Linked DNA regions of Mus musculus: regions 1 and 3 are each linked to region 2. A link is a contact called in public Micro-C and promoter capture Hi-C data. All regions are on one chromosome and are shown on one strand. Each heading gives the region's core, a stretch centred on a gene start, on an enhancer-like site or on the middle of the called end of the contact. The rest is flanking DNA. Distances are from core to core; before and after follow the strand shown.

Evidence for each region. Promoter capture Hi-C pulls out the DNA fragments that hold promoters and counts their contacts. Hi-C and Micro-C count contacts between places; a contact is called where the count stands out from the background.
Region 1: a contact with region 2 is called in a promoter capture Hi-C map of embryonic stem cells, with 4 times the contacts expected there. The contact joins the promoter of Nr1i2 here to the enhancer-like site in region 2. A contact is called at or near these places in 7 of 39 promoter capture datasets (3T3-L1-derived adipocytes, the C10 cell line, the HPC-7 cell line and 3 more), 1 of 15 datasets of contacts at CTCF or cohesin (pro-B cells), 1 of 484 Hi-C or Micro-C datasets (the N1E-115 cell line), 1 of 115 datasets of contacts at active chromatin or transcription factors (stem cell-derived neural progenitor cells) and 1 of 9 other capture datasets (embryonic stem cells).
Region 3: a contact with region 2 is called in a Micro-C map of embryonic stem cells, with 6 times the contacts expected there. The contact joins the promoter of Tmem39a here to the enhancer-like site in region 2. A contact is called at or near these places in 2 of 39 promoter capture datasets (the HPC-7 cell line and cranial neural crest), 1 of 484 Hi-C or Micro-C datasets (embryonic stem cells) and 1 of 9 other capture datasets (adipose tissue).

What each region holds. Positions count from the first base shown.
Region 1 is chr16:38,293,085-38,296,600 of GRCm38.p6, reverse strand. Nr1i2 (nuclear receptor subfamily 1, group I, member 2) reads left to right here and starts at 1,777. Exons shown (of 9, transcript NM_010936.3): 1 at 1,777-2,083.
Region 2 is chr16:37,682,990-37,686,701 of GRCm38.p6, reverse strand. It overlaps Gm35833 (a long non-coding RNA gene), which reads right to left. Exons shown (of 3, transcript XR_876061.1): 2 at 3,195-3,394; 3 at 1,404-2,319. Among named protein-coding and RNA genes, the nearest start is that of Gm35833, 4.1 kb to the right of the region's middle. Within about 2 kb of position 1,836, at least 216 of the 459 cell types and tissues checked have an H3K27ac peak or open chromatin away from gene starts, as enhancers often do. A contact at or near this core is called in 3T3-L1-derived adipocytes, the HPC-7 cell line, the N1E-115 cell line and 4 more, where this site is marked.
Region 3 is chr16:38,560,317-38,564,168 of GRCm38.p6, reverse strand. It overlaps Tmem39a (transmembrane protein 39a), which reads right to left and starts at 1,355. Exons shown (of 9, transcript NM_026407.3): 1 at 1,039-1,355; 2 at 1-54.

The sequences.
Region 1 (3,516 bases), core at 528-3,027, 610 kb before region 2:
GTAACCCAGGAGGAGCAAACCAGAGGATGAAGCCAGTAAGCAGCATTCCTCCACGGATTCTGCCTCAAGTTCTTGCCTTGCTGGAGTTCTGATTTGATTTCCCTCAATGATGGATGGTGTCCTGGAAGAGCAAGTTAAATAAACCTTCCCTCCCCTAAGTTGCTTTTTTTTTTTTTTTTTTTTTTTTTTTTTGGTTTTTCGGGACAGGGTTTCTCTGTGTAGCTCTGGCTGTCCTGGAACTCATTTGTAGACCAGGCTGGCCTCGAACTCAGAAATCCGCCTGCCTCTGCCTCCCGAGTGCTAGGATTAAAGGCGTGTGCCACCACACCCGGCCCCTAAGTTGCTTTTGATCATGGTATTTATCACAGGAACAGAAAGAAAAGTAGGGCATATGTCCCCCCCAAACAACCACCACAACAGAACAAAAATAAAAACCAAAGAGGAGATCACCCCTCTGAGTCTACCCCATGGCACCTCTGTGCCCTGGAGGTCCTTGGACCACCCTGCTCCCTTCCTTTGGCTTCACCTGAACTTGCACCATTAGTGTGTCATGAATTTAGTTGGCTATCTGAGTTTTCCTTTTTCTTTTCTTTTTTTTTTTTAATTTATGGTTTTGTTTATGTTTTTATAAAATTGACCAAGGACGCTGACTGCCTAGGCTTGCCTCTGGTGGATGGTTCAGGAGCTCCTAGTGCTGGTTGCAGGGGAAGAAAGTTTGAGCAGAGGTCAGGACTCCAGTTTCTCCTCCTTTCCAGCCATGCGTGGGAGTGACTCAGGTCCTCTCTGGGCCTCCAGTCTGGGGTTCTTAGTAACTACCACAAACTGGGTGTTTAAACTGGCTTCCAAATAAAGCCCTACCCAGATAAATGTTGATGCCTGGCAGCCCTGCAGTCTTCTTATGCCACCTAGAGCTCAGGACAGCATCTGCAGAGGAAGAGAGACCAGACAATCCCTCAGGAACCGAAGAGCATTTCTCTCCTTTGGGAAGTTCCTCATTTGTCCTGGATTCCCTGTTTCTGCTGTAAATAACTTGCCATTTTTATAGGAGAGGTGAATAGAGACCTTTGTATGCCAGAAGAGCCCCGAGAGATGATAAAAGCTGTAATAATTTACCCGTGACCCCAGGACTTCTGGTGAGGTGCCCTGCCCATTCTGGAATCCTGCCCATTCATCTCAGTACAGAAAAAAAAAAGACCTGCTTCCACTCGTGGAAATAAGTGTCCCTTGTCAGGCTTCCCAGATATGCAAGCCCCCAGGGCCAAGGACACCCCGATGATGTCCTGCTACCCCAGAGCCCACTAGACAGGAAGCTTCTAGAAGGGTCCGAGAGAAGAGAAAACTCTCAGACAGTTCCTGGTAGTCCCAGCCAGCTTTCTGTCCTGTGGTTGGAACTGCAAGGTCATACCTGTCTCGAAGCTATTTCCTCCCTCTCTCTCATATCAACAAGCCAGTGTCATGTGTGTGGCCTTTTCCTTACTTTCACGTAAACTGCTTCTGTCCAGGAAATTAACTTAGGGAAAAAAAGTGTTAGGAGCTATAGATTCAAAGGCACTTTACCTCTAGAGGCAAAATCACCCTCAGAGAGGCAAACATTGGCCCAGAATTACTTAGAGCAAACACTTAAAACACACTTCCCCTCCCTTACATGTTTTACAGTGAAGACAACTATGAAAAAAATAGGAAGGGGATATAACAAGAGTAAATACGGTAATCTGGTCATTGCTAGCTCGGGTGCTGGACTTGGGACTTGGGAGTGCCAACTGGGGCCCCTTACTACATTGGACCTGGGGTGTACTGTGGGCAAGAACAAGTATGGTTCCTATGCCTGTGGACAACATAGCCTAAGGTTAGCTGAGGGTGAGAATCGGGGATAGATACTGCTCTTTTGTCTACTTGGATGGTCAGCCTCTCCCTAGGGGCCTGACCTTGGCTCATAGGAAACACTGAGGACTTAAGCTGAGATCTCCATGTGCAGCCAGGTAGCCACGGCAGGTGTGCTGAGCTCTGGGCAGAACCATCGTTCCTGATTCTTCAAGGTGGACCCCAAGGGGGAAATCCAACAAAAGCAGTGGCCCCCAGACAGGTATGATCTTTCCTTCTTTCTCTTTCTAAGAGTCAGATGCCCTCTGCCTCTGAACAGAAGGCTGAGGGGGATACAAATGAGGTCGGAGGTCAGCAATGTGAAGGAGTATGGAGGACAATGACACCTTTTTCTCTCCTCTTCTCCTTCCTGGGTCAAACAAAGCATGAAGACAGTTGTGGAGCCAAGGTGCTCTGCTACCTGGCCTACACTTGTGTTGCCAGGAAGCATCACAACAGAAGCCTTGTGTATGTGACATCGGGCATTAGATAGGCAGCCGAGCCCCTTCTGTGACAGGGTTGGAGTCCCTGACCTAGGAAACACCGCTGCTGAAGACCATGAGAATCAGGAACTATTAGCACTGGCTCCCAGAGCTTGTCAGGTTAGTGCTGGCAGCCCCCGGGGACATAGACAGCGGCAGGATGGTCACGAGGCCTCACATTCTCATTAGCGGTGTCTCAGTACACACTATATCCGTGTACAGTGGTCGGCTTTAGACTCTGTTTGTCAGAGTCATTCCCGTTATGTTCAGTACCCTAGGTCCCATCTCTGCTCCATACAACAGCCCGAGGCGCAGGCTAGAGACATGGCTTTAAGGCTCCTCCACATCCAGGAGCTACCTTAGGAGATGCCTTCAAGGCCACCAAACCTTCCCTCTGTGCTTCAGGTGTGGCATTGTCCCTTGCACGTGCATGACTGTTTTTCATTGCTGCCGGGAAGGCAAAGGACCACCACACAGATGAAAAGTGGCTGAATTATCTACACTGAGAGGAATCCTTGGTCTCTAATGACTTGGCCAGAGTCTAAAGTATTCCAAGTAAGGCCTCTGAAGCCTGGCTTACCCTGTTCATTAATAGACTTTTTTGAATACACAAAAATACTTGCTTAAAAATGCTTTATTTATATAATAAATGTAATCTAAACTGGGATCACCAAGTTATAGCTCATGGGCCAAATCTGGCCCATCAGCTATTTTTTTTTTTAATCAATAAAGTCGTACTAAAACACAAAGTCGTGAGGCTGGTTTTGCCCCATAACAGCGGAAGCAAATGGTTCTACATAGAAGATGTCGCCGACTCGTCTACAGGCAATCTGCCTGATGCTAAATGACTGGGAAATAAACACAGTCGACCACTGCAAAGCCAATTAGACTGGTTTTGTAGGTGGCCACTGTTTAAACTGTCAAGCGACTCATGACTGATTGCATGCTCAGTAAAATGCAGTGTAAATACAGCTAACTGCTTCTCCTAGTCCCTGTCTCCCACCAAAGCAACTGGCATGGTGTGTGTATACCAGACCACAGTCTTTGCATCTATGTCTGTGTTCACGTACAAACCAACCCAACTGCCATGTGATTTTTCCACCGTGCAGGACTTAGAGATCTTCCCCATCCACATAGAACCTTGCCCTGTTTAACTGCTTTAGGATTTAAGTGT
Region 2 (3,712 bases), core at 587-3,086:
CTTAATTTAGAATGCAATGTAACTTTCATTGTTGTTCTTCTGGAAGTCAGAGCGATTATGGATTGTGCTGCAGAGGCAGCCTGCCTGATGATGCTCCTATTTGGCAGTACTGGGGGGAGGGAGGAGTTGTGGCAGTTTCATCTTTTATTCTCCTTCAGAGATACTGGAGAGGTGTGCAATGGGAGCATTTATATTCAGGGCAGACCTGTCTCATTCAGTCTTTGTAGCCGGCCAAGGCCCTGCAAAGGGTGCTGTTAATGCTGGATTGAGTCACATTGACTGTTTGCCCTCTACCTCCTACCTGGATCTTACACGTAGCCCTATTAGCATCTGGAACTAGGAAATGAGAGAGAGCAGCCGCCTAGTACTAGCAAGGCAAGGACTTAGACAAGACCTCAGCTTCCTTCCGTTCTTGGCTCCTGGAGAAAGCTAGCATGGCTAACTCGAAGGGTATCATGCCCTATCCAATCTAATTAGTTTCTTCCTCTCAGGGACTCATGTGACTATTAGTGGAATGGGAGGTGGGGCCATGGGATTAGGAGGGCCATCAATTAGGAGAGCCATCAATTAGGAGGCTACAATAGTCACACCACCACAGCATCAGATTTGAGAGAGAGCATGCCTCCTCAGTGCCTCTTTGAGCTTCAGGCCAAGCAGCTTCTGCTAGTTGACTGGCATACAATCTTCCGGCATTTTACAAACATGCTTAGCCATGTTTTCTAGATTCCCTAGGGTCTAAAAGCCCAGGAAGAGAATGTAATCTCTATTTTCTTCAAAGATACACACACACACACACACACACACACACACACACACACACAAGTAATTGCAAGTTTGAAGAGAAATACAAGGTTCCCCAAGAGAAATGTTCTGTAAATAAAGGTAGGTACTTGGCCTGGGGTGTGGTACATGCCTTTAATCCTAGCACTTAGGAGAAGGCAGAAAAATCAGAAATGCAAGGATAGCCTTGGATACACAGTGAGTTCAAGCCAACCTGGGCTATATGAGGCCTTATCTCAAAACAAATGAAAAGGAAAAAGTTCTGGCCCCCCCACACCCAGAGAACCTGAACCTCACAGATCAAGGGAGAGTTAGGCAGAGAGCAAAACTGCTTTTCCACTTCTTATCTGGATCACAGCAGTCCCTAACTCTAAAAATTCCATTGTGCTCTGGAACTGTTCAGGAGACTGTTGTTCAAAAATCAGAAACCCCACAACTGGAGTTATCCGCTTTAAGCTGACAGTGCCTTCTCTAAAATACCCAGGAGACCCAGTCCTGGAAGTTAAGAGACAGACCGAAGTCACTGTGGGGTAGCAAAGGGCCGCTTATGCAAAGACAAGGACTTGAAAGATGCGACCTCACGGCCACGTGGTGGCGGACTTCGCCATTTTTGCTTACCAGCGTGTTTTAGATTTTATTCAAAGTGCGGGGCTTTGATGTATTTGTCTGGGGGTGGGCTCACCCCCTTGCATTTTTCGTAGGTTTTACTAGTGACTCGAGGATAGTGAAGAGAAACAAGAAAGAAACTTAGACACAAGAAAGTCAGGAAGACAAAAGAAAGGCACGGAGCCCACAAGAGCCTGGGAAACCGATGAGAGACTTAGGAGGAGGGGGCGGGGGATTTGAGTCTACAGACTCCGGAAAACCTATTAAGGCGTCCTGGGAGAAGGTCGCTGGGTCCTTCAGGGTGGGAATCAGGCTGTCCGGGTTGAAGCCTCTCGGGATTAAGAGCTGAAGAGAAACCACAAAGGTTCATTGTTTTATTTGTGCCTTGACTTGGCTCCTGACCATCGGATCGCTGGAGTTCTGATAAACGTCCTGAGCTCCCCCTACTGGCTGCCCTGAAGAACGTTACCATCTGGATCCCAAGAGAAATAGGATTACGTAACCCCAGCTTTGACCACTTAAGACTTTTATTTTCTTTCCCAAGGTCTTGGCTTTTCCAAATCCTGCTGCCTAATGCCAGAGCTTAAATGCCCTGACTGATTGCCAAGGTCCCAAGGCCCAGAGGAGGCAGTTATGAAGGGGCCATGCTAATGGGAGGGCATGCAGGAGGGTAGCCGAACAGACTTTTTTTTTTTTTTTTTAATATGTGTCACGCAAATAAAAGTGCTGCAAAAATTCCTAAAAAGGGGGACTTTTTCTGAACTTTCATCTTCTTGCCTCAAATGTGACGCTGGCATTAAACAAGGCCTCTTTGCTTAGGGGGCGGGCCTGCCGGGTCTAGATAGGAAGCCATCCAAAATAAGCCATCCAACTCCATAGCAGCGAAGACGCACCCGGCTCTCCTTTCCTTCCCTCTCCCCTCGGTCTTAAGCTCTGCAAAAGACAGGAAGAACTGAGAACAGCAAGAGCAGAATGTTCTCTGAAAGACAGAAGAAAAAATCTCTCTCTCTCTCTCTCTCTCTCTCTCTCTCTCTCTCTCTCTCTCTCTCCCTCTCCCTCTCCCCCCTCTCTCTCTCTCTGTGTGTGTGTGTGTGTGTCTGTCTGTCTCTCCTCCCTCCTTTCCTCCCTTCCTTCTTCCCTCTCCTCATTATCTCTTCCTTTCTCTCCCCTCCCCCTCTTTGTCTCTGTCTCCCCCTCCTTCCCGGCCTCTCCCCCTCTTCTCTCGTCTCCTCTCCTTAAGGTTGATATTAAACAAGGTAGAAGCCCTGTCCTTCCTAAAGGACACAAAGGCTAGCCTTCTGTATGAGAAATGCCAAGTCCAGAGGCAGCGGTTGAGGGAGAGACAAAGAAGGACCTCCAGCGTTGAAGCAACAGGAACAGAATATAGGAGCTAGCAGCTGTTGACTGGAGCAGCCACACCCGTGGGGAGTGGTCCTGGGTTAGCAAGGGAGACCCCTGGGCAATAGGCAGAGGGTATGAGCATCACGTGAAGGAGGGGCAGATTTTCAGATGTGTGACTAGGATGCTTGTTCCCCCCGAATGGACCGTCTTATGCCCCCTCCCCTTCTCTTCAAAACCTCCTCTTCACAAATTAGCAATTTACCGGGAGAGGCACAGTGGCAGAGGCCAGCCTGGTCTGCAAAGTGAGAACCAGTCTCAAAACAAAACAAGCAACTTTCCTTTCATAAAAGAGCTATGCCTCTTTCAGGGTCCCTAAATGTCCCTAAAACATTGTTCAGGGTGGTAGCATGAGGTTATTTTCAAAGGCTCTGGGCAAACATCCAAAGGATTCCTTTTCTTTTGTTAACCTGAAGGCAAACCACCATTGGTTCACAGCCTTGCAGGGAGCAGTGCAGCTCTCCGGAAATGGCCACTTGCTCTTTCGTTCCCTCAGGACGAGGTAGCCGCCTTTCCTTTGTCCTTCTGCCAACCTCCACGTTTTCCTCTCACCATCCAGCTGGTTGACACTGGCTCCTCTTCTTTCCAGGGCTGACTTTGTGCTCTGGGTCTGCTTGCAGGGTGTTGATGTAGGAGGAGAAAAAAAAGAAAAGTGTTGTCATGTGTTCGTGGGATCCCAACACATCTGACACTCTGCAGGGATCTGGCTAAGCTAAGCGCATATTCCACAGAAGTCAAGGGGACCCTTTATTCTATCTGCAAGACACCTTTGCAAAATTCCTGGCAAATTGACAGCCTCCAAATTATACCTCCCGTTTTGAATAGCCCTTGCTTATTGTCACCGTAGAAGAGGATTTGGGGGACTTGTGAGTCCATGGGAGCAGAATGGCCTTGACAGACACTGCAAAATACAAATAATATTTATTGC
Region 3 (3,852 bases), core at 106-2,605, 880 kb before region 2:
CCAGTGCCACCTGAAGTTGCCACCCAGGCTGATGACTGTCAACTTATTTCAAATCTGAATAATATTAAAAAAGAAAGAAAGATTGTAACTTTTTCTAGAAGTCAGTATAACAAGCAAATGTTAAAACTCAGTGAGCAGATCTTATAAAATCCAGATTGAATTTTCAAATAAATGTTCCTGTCCCTATATACTGCTTGGATCTGGGGTAAGGTCAGAGGTTTAAATTCTGAGCTCAGCTGTATTCAGCATTAAGGCAACTCCCGGCTGGTGTCTTGTCTTGCTGACTTTTTCTTAAATAAAACAAGACTACAATCTACAAGGTGGCATTCTACAAGAAACACCACAACTTACTCGATTCTAATTTGCAATTTCACATTAAAATCACTTGAAATACAGGAAATATCTCTGTCCAAAATATGAGGTTGTTATCAAGGAATCTGACTAAGATTTGCCGCAGGTTTCTGACCTTGACCAAGTCATTTAACCAGAGTTTGTTTCTTCATTTCACTCAAATGGTTGCCCGTTTCAGAAAAGCTTCTGTAAAACCGCTAAGAAATTAAATGAACGTGCAAAATTAAAGGGCTAAAGAGATCTTCAGGGGGGAGGTGGGCGGACGACGACATTATGTTTTCCTCAATTTCGGCAAACATGGTTCTGCCAACATATACCACGTATTTCCTAAATACGACTAAAAATACTCTGAAAAAAAAAATTTTTTTTTTTGCTTAACATTACTACTGTAGAGGGATCCGAGGTTCCCTAGTCCACTGTAGGCTAACAAACGCCAGGTGGGACAAAGACTCCAAACTGTTAAAGGCAAAGAAAGCTGATCCCTGCTCAATTAAAGAGAAAGTACGGTGAGGGCAAAAGGCTGGGGCGCATCAGCGTAAGATTGTTCGAGGTGGAAGGCGAGAAACCACAAACTTGACTGGACTAAACCTCCAAGACGGAATCACCTAGTGGTCTCAGGCCGGCGGCCGAAAGAGCCGAAGCACGCCAGGGCCGGCGAGATGACAAAGCAGGTTAAGTAAAACTCACGCATGGGACAGGCTGGCCACGGAGAGGGATCCCTGGGAGGAGGCGGCGGCTTCACAGCCGCGACCCCGGGCACCCAAACTCACTCCCTCCTCTAAAGCGCTCCAAAAACAGCTGCCGGGACGCAGGCAGGATCCCACTGGACAGTCGAAGAAAGCTCTCGGGTCGCTAGGTTACCAGACCCAGACCGGGAGTCCGTGCCAGAGCCAGAGCTAAAGTCAGAAGCACAGTCCGACCCCATCACCAAGACTCATCATCCTCAGCCTCCATCGCCCGGGAGCTGAGGAGACGTGGCAGCGCACAGCGATGACGTCAGCTCTGCGTCGCGCTGGCCCCCGGAAACAGGCTTGCGGCCAGCAGAGCTGGCTCGCCCTCCTCCCGGCGCACCTGCGCAGTGGGACTCTCCGGCGCCCGGGCTTTCCGGCCCATACGTGCCCGGCGGAGTTTTTCTGTTTGTTGGTTAGTTTGGTTTTTGGTTGTTTTTTTCCCCAAATTTTCCCTGGCTCCAGTCAGCTAGTGTCTAGAGAAATGCTTGGAGAAGAGAAGGGAAATTCGGAGATGCCACCTAAGATCACGTCTTTCATATGCAAACGACTGTGACAAGCACGTCGGACGCCTGCCCCTTGCAGGGACTGAATATTAAATAATGAACTAGGTAGATAATAGAAATAAAGAATGAGTTCTAGAAAAGTTAAGTCTAATAAATAAGAGAACGCAGCAACAAGCTTCAGTAATGCTGTTAAGAACAATAAATTCACAGTTAGAAGTATATCTGAGCAGAGCAGTGGTGGCGCACGCCTTTAATCCCAGCACTTGGGAGGCAGAGGCAGGTGGATTTCTGAGTTCGAGGCCAGCATGGTCTACAGAGTGAGTTCCAGGACAGCCAGGGCTACACAGAGAAACCTTGTGTCAAAAAAAAAAAAAAAAACGAAACAAAACTACATCTGAGGTCCAGGGATGGCACTAGTGCCAATACTGTAAAGGGTCTGAAGCTCCAAAGATGAGTAAGCTGTTTTCCGAGGACAGTACGTGGTAAATAAAAAGATATGGAGTCTCAATTGTACAGCTTACTTTACCATGCTGAGTTCAATCCCTAGCCTTCACCCTACCCCCCCCCCCAAAAAAAAGATAGGCAGCCCAATGTTGCCCAGAACTGTCAGTAGTTTGATATCAAAATGAAGCAAGCCTGATAGGGCTGGAGAGTTGGCTCAGCAGTTAAAGAGCACTGAATGGTCCTGAGTTCAATTCCCAGAAATCACATGGTGGCTCACAACCATCTGTAATGGGACTTGATGCCCTCATCTGGTGTGTCTGAAGACAGCTACAGTGCACTCACATATATAAAATAAATAAATCTTTAAAGTAGAAAAAGGTAAAATAAAGAAGAATAAGCCTGGTGTGCCGGTGGAGGCCAGGGGGATGCAAATTATAACTACATTGAGATGCCATCTCACCTCAGTCAGATTTGCTATCATCAAGAAAAAAGATAAATAGATATAAATAAATCAAAATGTTGGCTAGGATGGAGAGGAGAAGGATCCTTACTCACAGTTGGTGTCAGTATAGAAAGGTGTAACCACTGTGGCCTTCATGATGGAGGTGTTTGAAAATGAAAACAAACAAAAATCACAATGACAGGACCTGGCTGTACCAGTCCTGACCATATGCACCCAAAGATAGTTGCACATCCATGTTTACTACCGTTTCATTCACAACAGCAAGGAAATTGAGTCAGTCTACATGTGCATCTTCAGATGGGTGGATCATTAAAAAACCCACGATGGTTTTTACTAAGCTTTAAAGAAAAATGATGATAGAACTGGAAAATATTATATCAAGTAAGGCAACAAGTTTGAAAAGAGAAATGCCACGTGTTCCCTCACATATGCATATTGTTTATGTGTGGGGGGTGGGGTGGGGGGGCATGTGAATGCCAGGCCAAGAGTGTGGAGGTCATAGGACAACCTTGGGTACTTTCCACCTAGTCTGAGACAGTTCTCCTTGTTATTGGTTGTTTCGTATGACAGGCTATGTGGCCTTTGAGCTTCTGGGGAGTCTCCTGCCTCTGCCTCCCATCCTCCCACAGGCCTGCTAGAATCAGATGTCTACTACCACATCCAACTTGGCATAGCTCCTGGAGGACTCCTGGCCTCACGTTTGCATCACAAGCACTTTACACACAGCCTCTCCCCAATTGTGCATCTTGAATTGTATACCTGTGTGTTTGTGTAGAAAAGAGTATGGATACCAATCAGGGAACTAGAACTCGACCCAGAGAATGAGAAATGAGGCTTTAAGGAAGCAGCAGGTGAGGGCGGGTGAGATGGCTCAGTGGTCAAAAGCACTGACTGCTCTTCCAGAGTTCCTGAGTTCAAATTCCAGCAACCACATGGTGGCTCACAACCATTTGTAATGGGATCTGAAGACAGCTACAGTTTTTTTAAAAAGGAGGAAAGTGAAGGAGGAAAGGTACTGTACTAGCTGGATGTTAGCAGGACAAGGGGACAACCAAAACTAAGTAGGTGTGAAAATGTGACAAGGACACCCTTTATGGTAATTAAGAAGTAAATTTTTGTTTTTTTGGTTTTTTTTGTTTTTTTTTTTCCGAGACAGGGTTTCTCTGTATAGCCCTGGCTGTCCTGGAACTCACTTTGTAGACCAGGCTGGCCTCGAACTCAGAAATCTGCCTGCCTCTGCCTTCCAAGTGCTGGGATTAAAGGCGTATGCCACCATGCCCGGCAAGAAGTAAATTTTTAGAAAAAAAAATCTGCCAAAGGAGAAAAATCAAAATGAGAATTCCCATGAGATCATCCCCAG